Linked DNA regions of Cricetulus griseus: region 2 is linked to region 1. Evidence: chromatin contacts called from public Hi-C data. All regions are on one chromosome and are shown on one strand. Each heading gives the region's core, a stretch centred on a gene start, on an enhancer-like site or on the middle of the called end of the contact. The rest is flanking DNA. Distances are from core to core; before and after follow the strand shown.

The links. A called contact is a pair of places that touch in the nucleus more often than the background predicts.
Region 2: a contact with region 1 is called in a Hi-C map of the CHO-K1 cell line, with 3 times the contacts expected there. The contact joins the enhancer-like site here to the promoter of Dpf3 in region 1. A contact is called at or near these places in 2 of 8 Hi-C or Micro-C datasets (both in the CHO-K1 cell line).

What each region holds. Positions count from the first base shown.
Region 1 is chr5:120,233,654-120,240,123 of CriGri-PICRH-1.0, reverse strand. It overlaps Dpf3 (zinc finger protein DPF3), which reads right to left and starts at 3,216. Exons shown (of 11, transcript XM_027418438.2): 1 at 3,116-3,216. The coding sequence starts at 3,147.
Region 2 is chr5:120,413,274-120,419,743 of CriGri-PICRH-1.0, reverse strand. The region is part of intron 6 of Dpf3 (zinc finger protein DPF3); the gene reads right to left. Among named protein-coding and RNA genes, the nearest start is that of Trnak-uuu, 66 kb to the left of the region's middle. Within about 2 kb of position 3,398, at least 3 of the 6 cell types and tissues checked have open chromatin away from gene starts, as enhancers often do. A contact at or near this core is called in the CHO-K1 cell line, where this site is marked.

The DNA of each region.
Region 1 (6,470 bases), core at 1,967-4,466:
AAGTTAAAGGCTACAACGGAGAAGCCAGACTGTCAGCTTCAGAGAGGAAAGGGTGAAAGCAACAAGGGGAGTTGAGGGGAGATTAAAGATAGCCAGGAAGAAAGGCAAACTACCAAGAAAGGCTGTTTTCAGGCGCTTGGAACCCTACAGAAGACACCCCCACCCCCACCCCCACCCCCACCCCCACCCCCACCCTATGCAAAGCAAAGACATTCAAGTTAACCATCCAGTCACCCAGTGAATTGAATTATTGAATGCCCCACATGGGAAAAAAAAAAAAAAAAAAAAAAAAAAAAGGCTAGCAAGATGAAAAGTAACCCATAGTCTAAGAAGGCAGAGCCCTGCACAAGATTGCATGAAAGAAACCTGAGCTGGCTTTTCCCCATACCCTAACTACTGCTACTTATCCCGCAGTCCAAGAGGAAATCTTTGTGTGACCAGTTTCTGTAGGGGGCGTCCGTGGTGTTGCCTTTTTAAGACGAGAGAGACTGCACGCACACGGAGAAAATGCTAATGCGGTTTGGAGCTCCGGTTCATTGTCAGGAGGGGCACACAAGGATAAACACATAAGCTCTCCAAACCATTCTCATTGCTCCTCCTCCCTGCGCCCCCATCCATCCCTTCGGCTTGCTGTGTCGCTGCGCTTTGTTCTAATTTAGCCCATGCATAATTTATTCACGTGTGTTTTGTTTCCTGAACAGCAACTTCTAAAAACAAATGAAATATACAAGATGTTTTATTAAACAAGTTTTTAAAAATAATAATAATAATAATAGAAGCAGATGACGTCGGTCTCCCAGTAACGACGCGTGTGCTCCTGCGTGCGGAGTTTTTAAAATATCCAGGCTGCAAAACCCTTGGCCGTTGGGGTTATTGTTTACACCCTTAGCCCTAGGGGTTGGGGGAGAGGATGGGATGCAAAAGGGGGCGGATAATTACAAAGTGACGGCTTGACTCCTTCCTAGGAAAGGCAGGCAGTGGTGATGTGTGTGAGCTCCCGTGTACGTGTGTGTGCCAAGACGGAGTTACAAATGCATCCCACGGTGTTTCCAATTATTAAGGAGTACACGTGTAATTCAGAACTAATTTCACTACCGAGATTGGCCACCTTCTTGCTGCTCTGTCCCTTCCCCCATTACCCCTACACTCGCAGGCTTCTATGTCAAAAAAAAAAAAAAAAAAAAAGTGAAACGATCTGGGGAACCCTGGAGCGTGGAGCTCCTGCGCGCGCCCGAGCGTAAGCCCGCTCCCGGGCATCAAGGAGACCGCTTTCCCAATAAGGAACCCCATACACATAGTAAATAGAACTCTCAGACTTCAGTTTACCAAGCAGCATCAGCTCGACTACGTGATTTCGGCTGGAAATGAGGAAATTGCAAATCAGCTGTGTGGGTTCTGGAGAAACTCCTGGCATCAGCGGTGTGGCGGCGCGAGTCGGCGAGGACGCGGCGAAGTTACGCCCATTTATTCTGCCATAAAACATTTTCTCTCTTAGGTGAAATGCTGTCGCGAGTGCAAAGTAGCTGAGCTTCCGAGCGAGAACTGGAGCCAGGAACTCGCATCAGGCTCAGCCTCCAGTGTCTTCTTTACCGCATTATCTCGTGGAAACTCCGAGATCTGGGACATCCCTGCCCTATTCCTGGTTGCTAGCTGGTGCAAACGCAGCGGGTTCTCCCTAGGCGTTTCTTGGCACTAGGAATCCCCCCCGCACTGCCTTGCTGCTCTCCAAAGCGAACCGTGTTTTTGACTCCACGGGTTAGGACGCTGTAGCAGGCAGTTAAAAGAGCCAGGGTCGACCACCGCCACAAATTGGGAAGAATTGGCACGAAACACCCACGCGCACCCTCCTACTCCCAGAGGCTTTCACCGGGCGGGGAAGTCCTAGTACAACCGGCACCGACCGGAGCCCACACCGCGCAGCAATTCCCAGGGATCCACCCTCTGCCAACATCCCTGCCAATAGCGCCCCTTGAGAGCCACACTAGTTTTCCGAGGCCACCCGCGGCTCCACGATCGCTCGCGGACTTGGCGGCTTCACATTCACAGTTCACCGACTGGAGGGAAGGGAAGGAAGAAAGGGAAGGAAGGGAAGGAAGGAAGGGAAGGGAGGAAGGAGGGAGGAAGGAAGGAAGGAAGGAAGGAAGGAAGGAAGGAAGGAAGGAAGGAAGGCAGGCAGGCAGGCAGGCAGCTCCGACCGGGGACCGGCCCCCGCGAATCCTCGCGCAGCCCGCCCCCCTCTGTCCGCTCAAAGTCTCCCGGAGGCACCTGCCCCTCGTTGTCGCCAGAGCCCCGAACCGCCTCCGCCTACCTCGGCTTTTCACCCAAAGCAGGCAAACACACCATTCATAAGACCTGCAGCTTCCCTGCCTCCACATCAACCCCCAAGTTAATCCAGGTCGTTAATTTACTACCGCCAGTTCGCCCACAAATACGCAGACACACCGGTGACCGCCCGGAGCGCCTCCCTGATCCCCCGGCTGCTCGAGTGGAAAAGCCCGGGGCTAGCACCTGGGCCCCAGGACTCCCGAGACCCGCCGCTCCGCGCGCTGTCCTCCCAACTCCGGAAGGTTTGCACAAACTCCCTGCGAGAGCTCGGAAGGCAGAGCGAACGCCCAGCAAACTCCGCAGCTGCAGCGGTTGATCAGCCCGCCCGGGCGGACCGACGAGCCGCGGAGCTGGGAAGCCTCGGGCTTGAAGCTCAGGGCTCAGCGGAGCGCACGACGCGGCCCCTGCCCCGCGCTCCGACCGGGCTCGGCCAGCCCCGCGAGGTGCCGGGAGAGGCAGAGGACTCCGGGGACCGTGCAGCCCGAGCTGCTCTAGACCCCCGCAGCTCCGGAGCCGCCGCCGCCGCTCCGGGCTCCCTCCCGGTCCGGGTCAGTCAATTAAGCAGAACACAGATGTAACAATTTTCTTTTTGTTAATTGCATCTCCTGACATTTCTGCGCGCTGGGAGGAAAAAAAAAAAAAAAAGATGAAGAAGTAAGAGCAGAAGAAAAGAGGAGCCCGGGCGCAGCGGGAGGCGTCTGCAAGAGCCGGGCGCCGGCTGCGCTCCGCAAGGCGCCTTTTTTTCATATTGAAACCACGCGGAATATGTACATTTTTTAGTCTTACTTACGCTTTCAGGGGGTTGTGAATGACAGTCGCCATTTTGCTACAATGTAACAGAATATTGTCTGTCTCAGAGTTCTAAAGGTTCGCTCAGGGGAAGCGGCAGGCCAATCAGAGCACGGGATACCGGCCTGCAGGCCAATCGCCGCGGCTGGTCGCCAGGTAGGCGGGGCCTACGTGGTGGTAGTTATTAGGGGAGCTGTCAAAGCCCAGAGGTCACTCCCTTTTGTAGAGCCCGAGAGCGAGCAGGTCTTAAAGGGGCAGTACAGTGTTAGTAGCGCCCTTGCTGATTGGGGCTAGTGGACACACATGGGAGAGAATTCTCTCTTAGTTTGAGCCCCTACTTTACTAAATAACTGCAGAGAGTTTGCGCTCCTGAGCAGGAATATTTACATAGGGCCATCAAAACCATTAAATCCCATTCATTAGCTTTGGACTTCATATATCACCGTCTTTACCTCCCCACCCCACCCCCGCTCCGGGTACACCTCCCGTATTTCAGTGCAAAAGTTGGAAGGCTGCAATTCCCTGCAAGAAATTGCTACTCGTGTTTCACCGATTGTTAATAATGCTGTAGGTTCTGAGGCTGTTGAATATTCTTGTCCCCGAAGTGTTTTCTTTATCTCAGCCACCTTCCCCTGTCGGTTTCTGGGAACTGGCTAGTCCAGGACAGCAACTCCCTTCCCCCTGGAATGTCTCAGCGTCAGGCTCGCCCTCTGCTGCTGCTACGGTTTTTTGTTACGTAATTCAGGGGTGGTCACTCTGCGCTGTCCCCTACGACCACACCGTTCTCCGCTGTCAGCGATTCACAATGATCTGACACGGGCCAGCTGGAGAGCAAAGGGAGACCTGGCGCTCTTTTGGCAAAAGGATAGGGAAGATTTGAGGCAACTTTAGCAAACGCAGCTAAGGAAGCAAAATTGTTAGAGCCTGAGGTGGGTGTTGCTGGAGTTCCCTCGGGGAACGGCGCTGCGGATACCGGCGTCACCTTTCTGGACTAATATAGGACGCAAAAAGAATTCTCAAGCCAATGTTGCGACGTGACTCGAGGCTTCCCGAGTCTGTTGCTGCTCAGAATCTGGCGAACACTTGAAGAAACTGAGAGACTTCTGCGAACTCAGGCTTCCACGGAGAACAGGGAGGGAGGCTCAGAGTGAGCGAAAGCACTTAGAGGCGTCGTTAGCATGTAGAAGCCTGGCTACCGACCCATAGCTGTTTAATACGGCCAAATGGATGGCGAGGCGGGGGGGGGGGGGCGAAAAGAAAAAAAAATGAGAGATGCTGAACTGCTGGTTCATAATTCCACCTGCTTTTTCCTTTTACTGCCCTCAATGAATAAAGTAAAATACAACTACAAAGCAGTCCAGAACTTTCAGATTCCAACTCCATTCACTATTAGAGTTACAGATAAGCCCAGCAAAGCTGAGTGAGTACGTGTGTGTGCAGACTGGAAATATTTAACTCTTTGTTTGCCTAGTAGGGTGTTGTTTTCCCCCACCCCCTTCTCTCATTACAGGGTCTCCTGTATCGAAAGCTGGTTTTGATGAACTACATAGAGAGAGCCAGGCATGATGGCGCTTCCTTGAAGTTCATAACCAGCCTGGACTACATAAGGAAACCCAGTCTCAAGGCTCTGCCCCCAAAAAAATAGCATTGCCTTGTTTTTTGTGCTTGATGGAATGTCATTTTAACTGTCAATACAAGTCTGACTTTATAGTCCTCAAGTCTGACTTTAGAGTCCTTTTTTTTATTTTTATTATTTATTTATTTATTTATTTTGACACAGGGTTTCTCTCTGTAGCCTTAGCTGTCCTGAAACTCTGGAGACAATGCTGGCCTCAAACTCAGAGATCTGCCTGCCTCTGCCTGGTTAGCACTGGGATTAAAAGCATGTACCACCACTGCCTGGTTATAGTCACTTTTTTTACTTGTGAGAAATAAAAGATATGTTACTAACTTTGGTTTTTGTATCATAGATAAAAAAAGACACAGATTTGGGCCAGAACCTTCAGAAACAAGGGACTTGGAGTGAACACGCTTAAAAAAAACTTGACCAGAATTAAAGTCTAGTCTTTAGCTGTGCTGTACAGTAGTAATATAGGCTGTGAAATCCACCTGTCTGCCCATCACTTGTCAGCTGGTGGCATAAAGAATATAGGGAATCCCAATAAGATGACAATAGAATGTAGCAATAACTATCCACTTCTGAAACTCATTGATTAGAGCAAATGAACAACAATGACATCAATAATTCCATGATATAGCTCCATAGACCCAAAACCCTTCTTACTAATTGTGATGTCAAAACATTTTTTTAGTTACATTTCAGGGACTAGAGAGGGTTTAGTAGTTGAGAGCACATGTTGTTTCTCCCAGCAACTACTTAGTGATATACACCATGTAACAACAGTTCCAAGGGGGATCTGATGCCCTCTCCTGAACAATTCAGGCACAAGACATGCACATGGTACACAAACATGCATGTATCCATGACTTCCATAGGTACTGCACAAGGCACAGAGACATAATATGCAGGCAAAACATCCACACACATAAAATAAAAATAAATAAATCAAATAAATAAATCCTTGACAAAGTAAGAGTAGTATTAGGGAAACAGCTAAGTGCTACAGTGATTGCTTAGCATGCACAAGGCCCTAGGCTCAGTCCTAAGAAGCATCCCTCATCCAAAACAAACTAAAGGTGCTGCAAAAGCCATCCTCAATGATCGAAGCTCCTCCAGGGCTCTGGGAACTAGAAGGATTATATCAAAAGCAAGAGCAGGTTCCCCTTCCATCTCTCCATTCATCCACAGCACAGGCAGCCGTGACCTCAGTAAGCGGTTTCCTGGTATCCACAACGAGCTCTGGTATGTTCTAAGCACTAAGCTGAAGTAAACTTCCTTTGAAGAAAGCGAAACATTAAACTGTGGCCAGCAAAGCCAGGCAGTGGTGGCACACACCTTTAATCCTACAGGTGGATCTCTGAGTTTGATGTCACTCTTGTCGGTCTACAGAGCAAGTTTCAGGATAGGCAAAGCTACACCCAGAAAAACCATGTCTTGACAAACCAAACAAATGGATAAATAAACAAACAAACCAGGCATGGTAACAGCCCTCAAAATGCAATTCCCATCCATCTGCAGAGAGAACTAACCTTGCAAGCAAACAGAGCAATTGCTTTATGTGACTTGAAAGGAAAAAGGAACCCTCCCCACATCCCAGCCATCTTCAACTGTGGCCTGGTGTACACAATCCCAATGGTCATATCCTTGAGTGTTTATTGGGTGCCTCTACTTTTTAGGACTGTCAAGGGTCCAAAGTGTGGAGGCTTTTACACATTAGTGTGAGACAAAGTGATAG
Region 2 (6,470 bases), core at 2,149-4,648, 180 kb before region 1:
GCACACTCAATCTCCCTGTAGAGAGCATCTATGTCTGTGGATGGAGAGGTAGGAAGAGACCCACAGCTACAATTAAATTCCACCTCCCCATTTATTCCCTGTGTGACCCTGGGAGTTATTTGTAGGAGCATGGGCATCTTCCTGTGCCCATGGGCATCTTCTCCCCAGCCTTTGTCTAGAAGATGAAGGTGACCACAGTTTCTATCTCATGACCCTGCCGTGAAAAGGAAACAGCTCATATAGAGAAAACCCATAGAACATTCTAGACCTAGACTCTCTCCACCCCTGTACATAAACTCTTCTGTCCCTGGAGACAGGAATCCATTCACTCTGGGCTTATTTAACTCTGACTGACCTCAGGATGTGTCTCTGACCACACATCACCTTCTACACACACACTTAGTTCTACTCTGGCCCCTAGAACATCTAGTATCTGTTCAACTAAATCCTTCCTTGTATGACAAGCCTGGTGCCCCCAGGTATACTAAGAAAGAGGAAATTAAGGTGGGAGAAATATTTCTTCAAACATAACATATATGTCATTGTAGTTAGCCAGCTCAGTCAGGTACCCTTCCTGCTTTCACACGGAGGACTTGACACCCACCACAAGTCATCTTCTCCAAGTCCCAGACAGCAAGTGGCAGAGCCACAGCATGGCTTCAATCATTTTATTCCAGTCAGGGTAGTGTTCAGCTCTCCCACCTGGCTCAAGCCACACACCACACCATGACTAGCACCAAGCCCTTTGACCTCATGGTTCTGCTTTGAGGAAATAATAAAACATTATTCAAAGACTGGGCCTGTTAACATTCCATTGTGGGTGGAGGAAGAGCTCATGGGAATCCACCCCTCCCCATGGAGCTACTAGTAGGCCACTCATGAGGAAGAGGAAGATATTTTCTTTAGCGGTATAGCTCTAGAAGATGCCCGTGCTCCTATAATGACCCCTGACTAGGGGTCATGTAGGTAACTGTAATTAAACTCATTGGGTTAACAAATATGAATAAAAATGAGTATGACAGTAGAAGAGAGGTCAGTTGGAAAGAGAAAATGGGTCCATGGGAGTAAGAAGGGGATGGAAGGGGGTAATAGGAGAAGGACATGATCAAAATACATTATATTCCCTTGTGAAAAGTGCCATAATGAAACCATTATTATATATAATTAATACCTGCTAATAAAAAAGACAAAACTATGTGAAGAAATTGCTGCAATGTTGTTAATAGTGAACTTACTCTAAACCAAGCATTTATCAAGTTGACTACTGACCACACACACCAGAAAGATCATAAGCTGTGGCATGTCCACATTGTAGAATACTATATAGCCCTAGGATTGCTGCCATAGAAACATATCTATTGACATGAAAAGATATTATTGACTTGTACTGGTGAGTGGAAGGCAAGAGGAGAATTGGGGAGGGAGGGAATAAATCCTGGAGAATCCTACAAAAACTGCAGACTGAGTTCCCTTTGAGGACTAAGATGATAACAGATTTATTTTCCCCTTCTTGACTTAACCTACAGCCTCTGCTTTCCCTGCCCGAGTACTATTTCCATAGAAAAAAGTTACTTTCAGAAGTGAAAAGAACCTGTTAGCATCATGGATAAGGAGGTTCTTATGGATGAGAAAGTAATTCCAGAGGACACAGGTGGCCATGGTGACATGCTTAGAGGGAAGAATCGGTAAGGCAAGGACATCCAAGAGTAGGGACACCAGGGCCAAGGAGCAAGGCAGAGAAAACAGAGGGAGGCAAGGTGGAGGGTATGCACCAAACACAAACTTCCCAACCCTGCCTCTGGCCAGCCCTGCAGGGACACTGCCACCTATGTCCAGGATATAATGACATTTACATATTTAAACAGGCCCAGCTTACTGGGGACAAATGCATTCCATCTCTAGTGACCCATCCCTCCCACAGGCTCTGCTCCACAAATCAAGTTTCTGGACCACTGGGCCTCCTCTGCCACCCCTCATACACACATATCCAAGGATCTGCGCGATAACAGCCAGAGACAACTGAGTGATGGGCAAGCCGCTGCACAAGAGCAGCAAGCCTGAAGGCCAAGTTATTGGCTTCTTTTTTTTTTTTTTTTGCCATGGTTTGAAGCACAAAATACATGAGCCTCAGAGAATGCTGGCCTTCATGCCCTCCAAAGGAAATTTTAATAAGACAGAAATAGTCACCTGAATCCCCCTGCTTTAATGAAACCATAGCGATGTATCTGAAGGAAGCTGAGGGGAGAGCAGATTTCCCAGGACCCCTTTGGCTGCCCATCCCACCAGTCACCCAGCCCACAGCTCCTCCCACTCATGGCCTAAACCCCCTGATGTCCCACAATGCACCGCTCCTTTCTGTTCCTGAGACATCTGGTCTGGGAAGACAACCTCACTGTGTGGGGGAAAAGGAGCCCTCAGTGCCAGGGGTGCTGATCAGGGAGGCCCAGAGCTCTGAGAGACACAAGGAGGAAATGTCACTAACAGAATTGAACGGAGACTCACTTCTCCCTCTCCCCTTCTCCCTCTGGAATAAACATGGCAGACAGCAGATGTTCAGGGCAGGCAGAGACCCCAGGCCTTACTCTGACACGGCCCCTACAGACATGGTACCACTGGCTGTTGTGGGAAAGGCTCCCTCCACCCAACCCTGACTCACGGAGCACTTGGTCCTCAAGCTGATGGCACTGTCTTGAGGAAATGTGGACCTTTTACAATACAAGTAGGTCACTGAGGCAGCAGATCTGAAAAGTTATATGTAGGGAGACACTGTAACCACGCCTCCTAAGGGCTGGCTACAGGTGTGCTTGACGACGCCTGTCAAGGGCATGGTCAAGGGGAGGTCAGGATAGGTTCTTAAAGGGCTGCAGACACCTGGGGACCCCTTCTCTCTGGCCTCCCTGCCTTGCTGCCTCTGGGCAAGCTCTGGCTTGTGCTTGGCTGGTGTATCTGAATAAAGAAAACCTATACTGACTGCTGGTCGATCTCTAACAGTTATAGCTTGGTGCTGTTCCACACACACGCACTCTATTTCCTGATCTGCTATGATGTGGACAGGCAGGCTCCTGTGCCCACTGCCACATTCTCGAGACAACATGAACTTTATCATGCCCTGCCTGCCATGATGGACTGACTATACACTTCCAAAGCAGGAGCCGAAGTAAACCCTTACTGCTTCAGAAGCTTCAGTTCAGTATTTTTATCACGGTAAGGAGAAAAAACAAGCAAACAAACGAACTACGTAATAGATACCTCCAACTGGGTTTCTAAGAGAGATCACCCTTGTGGCGTGGACATTAAAAAGTTGCAGGCCAAAGATCCTACTGACAGAGAATTGGTGCTGAGTGGACCTTCTTGATGTGTCAACACCAAGTGTGACTCAGAGGCGAGTCACACTCAGATGTGTCACTAACGTACACTAATGCTCTAGTGTTGTGTAATTTTAATAGATTTCAATTTAAAAGCCGAGGAACCATGCAATCCATTCAATTACAATTGCTACCTGACTGCAGCTTACCAATCTAATCCTAGAAGCCACCCATTAGTAGCACACAGGATCCTGGCTCATAAATAAAGAATGCATGTTTATTAGCTAATTCCTAAGACAATATTTCCCTCAGTTCTTGGGAGAACTCCATGGTAGGAGGACACTCTAAACCAAACCTAGAATAAACCAGACCTAGACTGTAACATTTCTTAAGGAAGTGGGGTTACTGTTGACCAGCTCTGTGACCTGGGGAAGTCCCTTCACCTCTGTGAGCCCTGGGTTTCTTCACAGAAGTGAGGCTTAGCTGTGTCTGTGGCTCAAGCTTACTGTGGGTGGTTATGGAGTCTTTACAAAAGGCCAGACACACTCCTCTGCATGCTATAGGCACACACTAACAAGACTGTTACTGTAAGTCAGAAGAAAATTCCCTGTGTCCTGCAAAAACACAGAGGTTCTCCCAAAATGCCTATCACATAGATACTTCATGTTCCCAGTCAGCACCATCTTCTTCTCTGGCGTGGTCCTGGAACAACAAGAATATGAAAGTAGGCTTCTCCTTAGGACCTGATGACAAGGGTGCTACAGAGCAATTCAGACCTGGAAGCCCCTAGGACAAGGCTGAGCAACTCAGGCAATGACTTTGTACACATACCAGGAGCCCGCACCCAAGGATTCCCTGCATGCCTGTCCCCACTTAACACCCCAGCTAGAACTTGTGATGATGGTACTATTAGGGTTTTATGCTACTGAGTAAATTAAAATCAGGTGTGGTAGCGCTGTGCTTTAGACTGGATGGCTGAACTTTATTATTGCTTAAAGAACTACCAAGGAAAGATTTAAAGGAAGCCAAGCAAAACAGCAAGGCAAGCCAGTAGCCGGCTGCCTAGAGGAGCCAGGGGCCATAAGATTTCTAGGCTTGAGAGCTGGTAAGATGGCTTAGTGGGTAAAAGCTCTACAAGAATAAGGTCCTGAGTTCTGATCCCACCACCCATGTAAAATACTGTGGCAGGATGGGCGTCTATAGCCCCGGCACTGGATGGGGTTGCAAATGGAAGGATTGCTGGGGCTTGCTGGCTGCCAGCCTAGTTCCAGGATCAGAGAGAGACAAACCCTGCCAGAAAGGAATAAAATGGAGTATCTGATGTCCTTCTCTGGTTTCCAGGTGTGCATGCATGTGTGCAGCCATGTGCACATATAACACATACATATGCATCCAAGAGAGAGAGATCCAGGAAGGGACATTAAAAGGGCTGGATGGTCCAGGGCCTTCAGATTGGAATGAGGAGAAACAGCCATTCTCACACATCAACACATGAATCCCCTGAGAGGTGCAGGAACATGTGGGCTCCAGGCAGGCCCCTATAATTCTGATGGAGGAAGTCTGCCCTGAAACACTGGAATCTGCATTTTCATGAGTGTCTAGGTTACGTCTGCACAAGTGGTCCAGATCCATAAACACCAACAGACTCCCCCACAAAGCCCATTTCTGTTTCCTGAGATAAAAAACAGAAAGGGAAGACACAGAACTTCAAGCTTCCGCCTCAGTAAAATTTCAAGATAATTAATAGAGATTGGTTACTTGTTAGGAAAACGAAGTATCCATGTGCACACCAAAAACTGGGTGAAAAACAAAACTACATTTAGATGATTTAATATTTATGAGATGAAATAAATCCAATGGCTGGATGAACGGCAAGAAGTAAACCTCTATCACCTCAAGTTATCCACTAAGACAATATTTCAGCCACCCATTGTGAAAATGAAGCCTGAACCAACAACATCAAAGGACACCAACTGCATCCAAGAACACATACTAGGAAGGGTTAAGCACAACTGCATCTGAAAAAAAAAAAAAGTAGCTATTACCAACCCACACAAATCCAGAGAGAGGTGTTTGGGGTCCAAGGTGACCTAATATTTTCATAAATAACTCCAAAGATGGAGTAGGAATTATGCAAATCAAACCACAGATGATACAAAAATGGCAGGGATTGCAAGTCTGTGGAGAATGGAATTTAACTACTGGGCAATGTCTTTAAATTTTCCTTTATTGAATCTTGTATATTGAAGTCACACATTATTGTATCTGTTTATTGAGATTCGATGGGGCCAAATGCAGAGTGATTTATGGAAAGAAAGATAATCAAATGCCTCAGGAGAAAGAGTCTACACCTGGAGAGACCCTGGTGCCGGACAGATAGGAATTGACTGGGAAGTGGTTAGGTGTGCACAAAGCAGTTTGGGTAGTCTCTGAAAATGGGGGGCTATTCCAAGAGCTGGTGTAGAAATCAAACAAGAAAATGTCTGTTCTCGGAGCTTCTTGGCCTTGATGCTACTTCTGGTAGAAGTGTTTAAATGTAGATCCAGAAGGGAATTCAAAGCAGAATGGCACCGAGATTATGGAGTGAGACAGACCCTAGTCTAACCAAGAATTCAGAGGATGCTAGGGCAAGATGCTGAGTGTGCCTATTGTTAGGGAAGGAGACACAAAAAGCAAAGGGATGTGGAGGAGAGAGTGGTTCCAGATCCCATTAAGGAAAAACAAGCATGGGGAGCACAGCTGGAATGGTGGAGAAAGGGCATCCCTTTCTGTATGGTGTATTAAGCAGCCAAATGAGAGTCAAGGAGTTTGAGTTGTGGCAAAACATTGTCCCACCAGATGTCATCCTCACAGGGCACAGAACATTTTGAAATCAAGAGGCCGGTGAGAGGATAGAGGATCGGTATCACCCCACTATGCTCCTTATGTCCTATCCCCTGGCTTTCTTTGCCTCCACAGAGCTGCAGGACCTGACAAGATGGAGAGGCACCCAGAAGCACCACCACACCAGGACCTGCCTTGTCTAGCTTCCTGCTGTTCTCAGAGCAGCCTGGTCCCAGTGGCCGAGCTCTGCGTTTTTAGATCAGACAAGAGGGGAAAGGAAGACCCTAGGTGTGCGGCACTGTGGCTAGCCTTGCCATGGAGTGAGCAGGAAATGTCCAATAG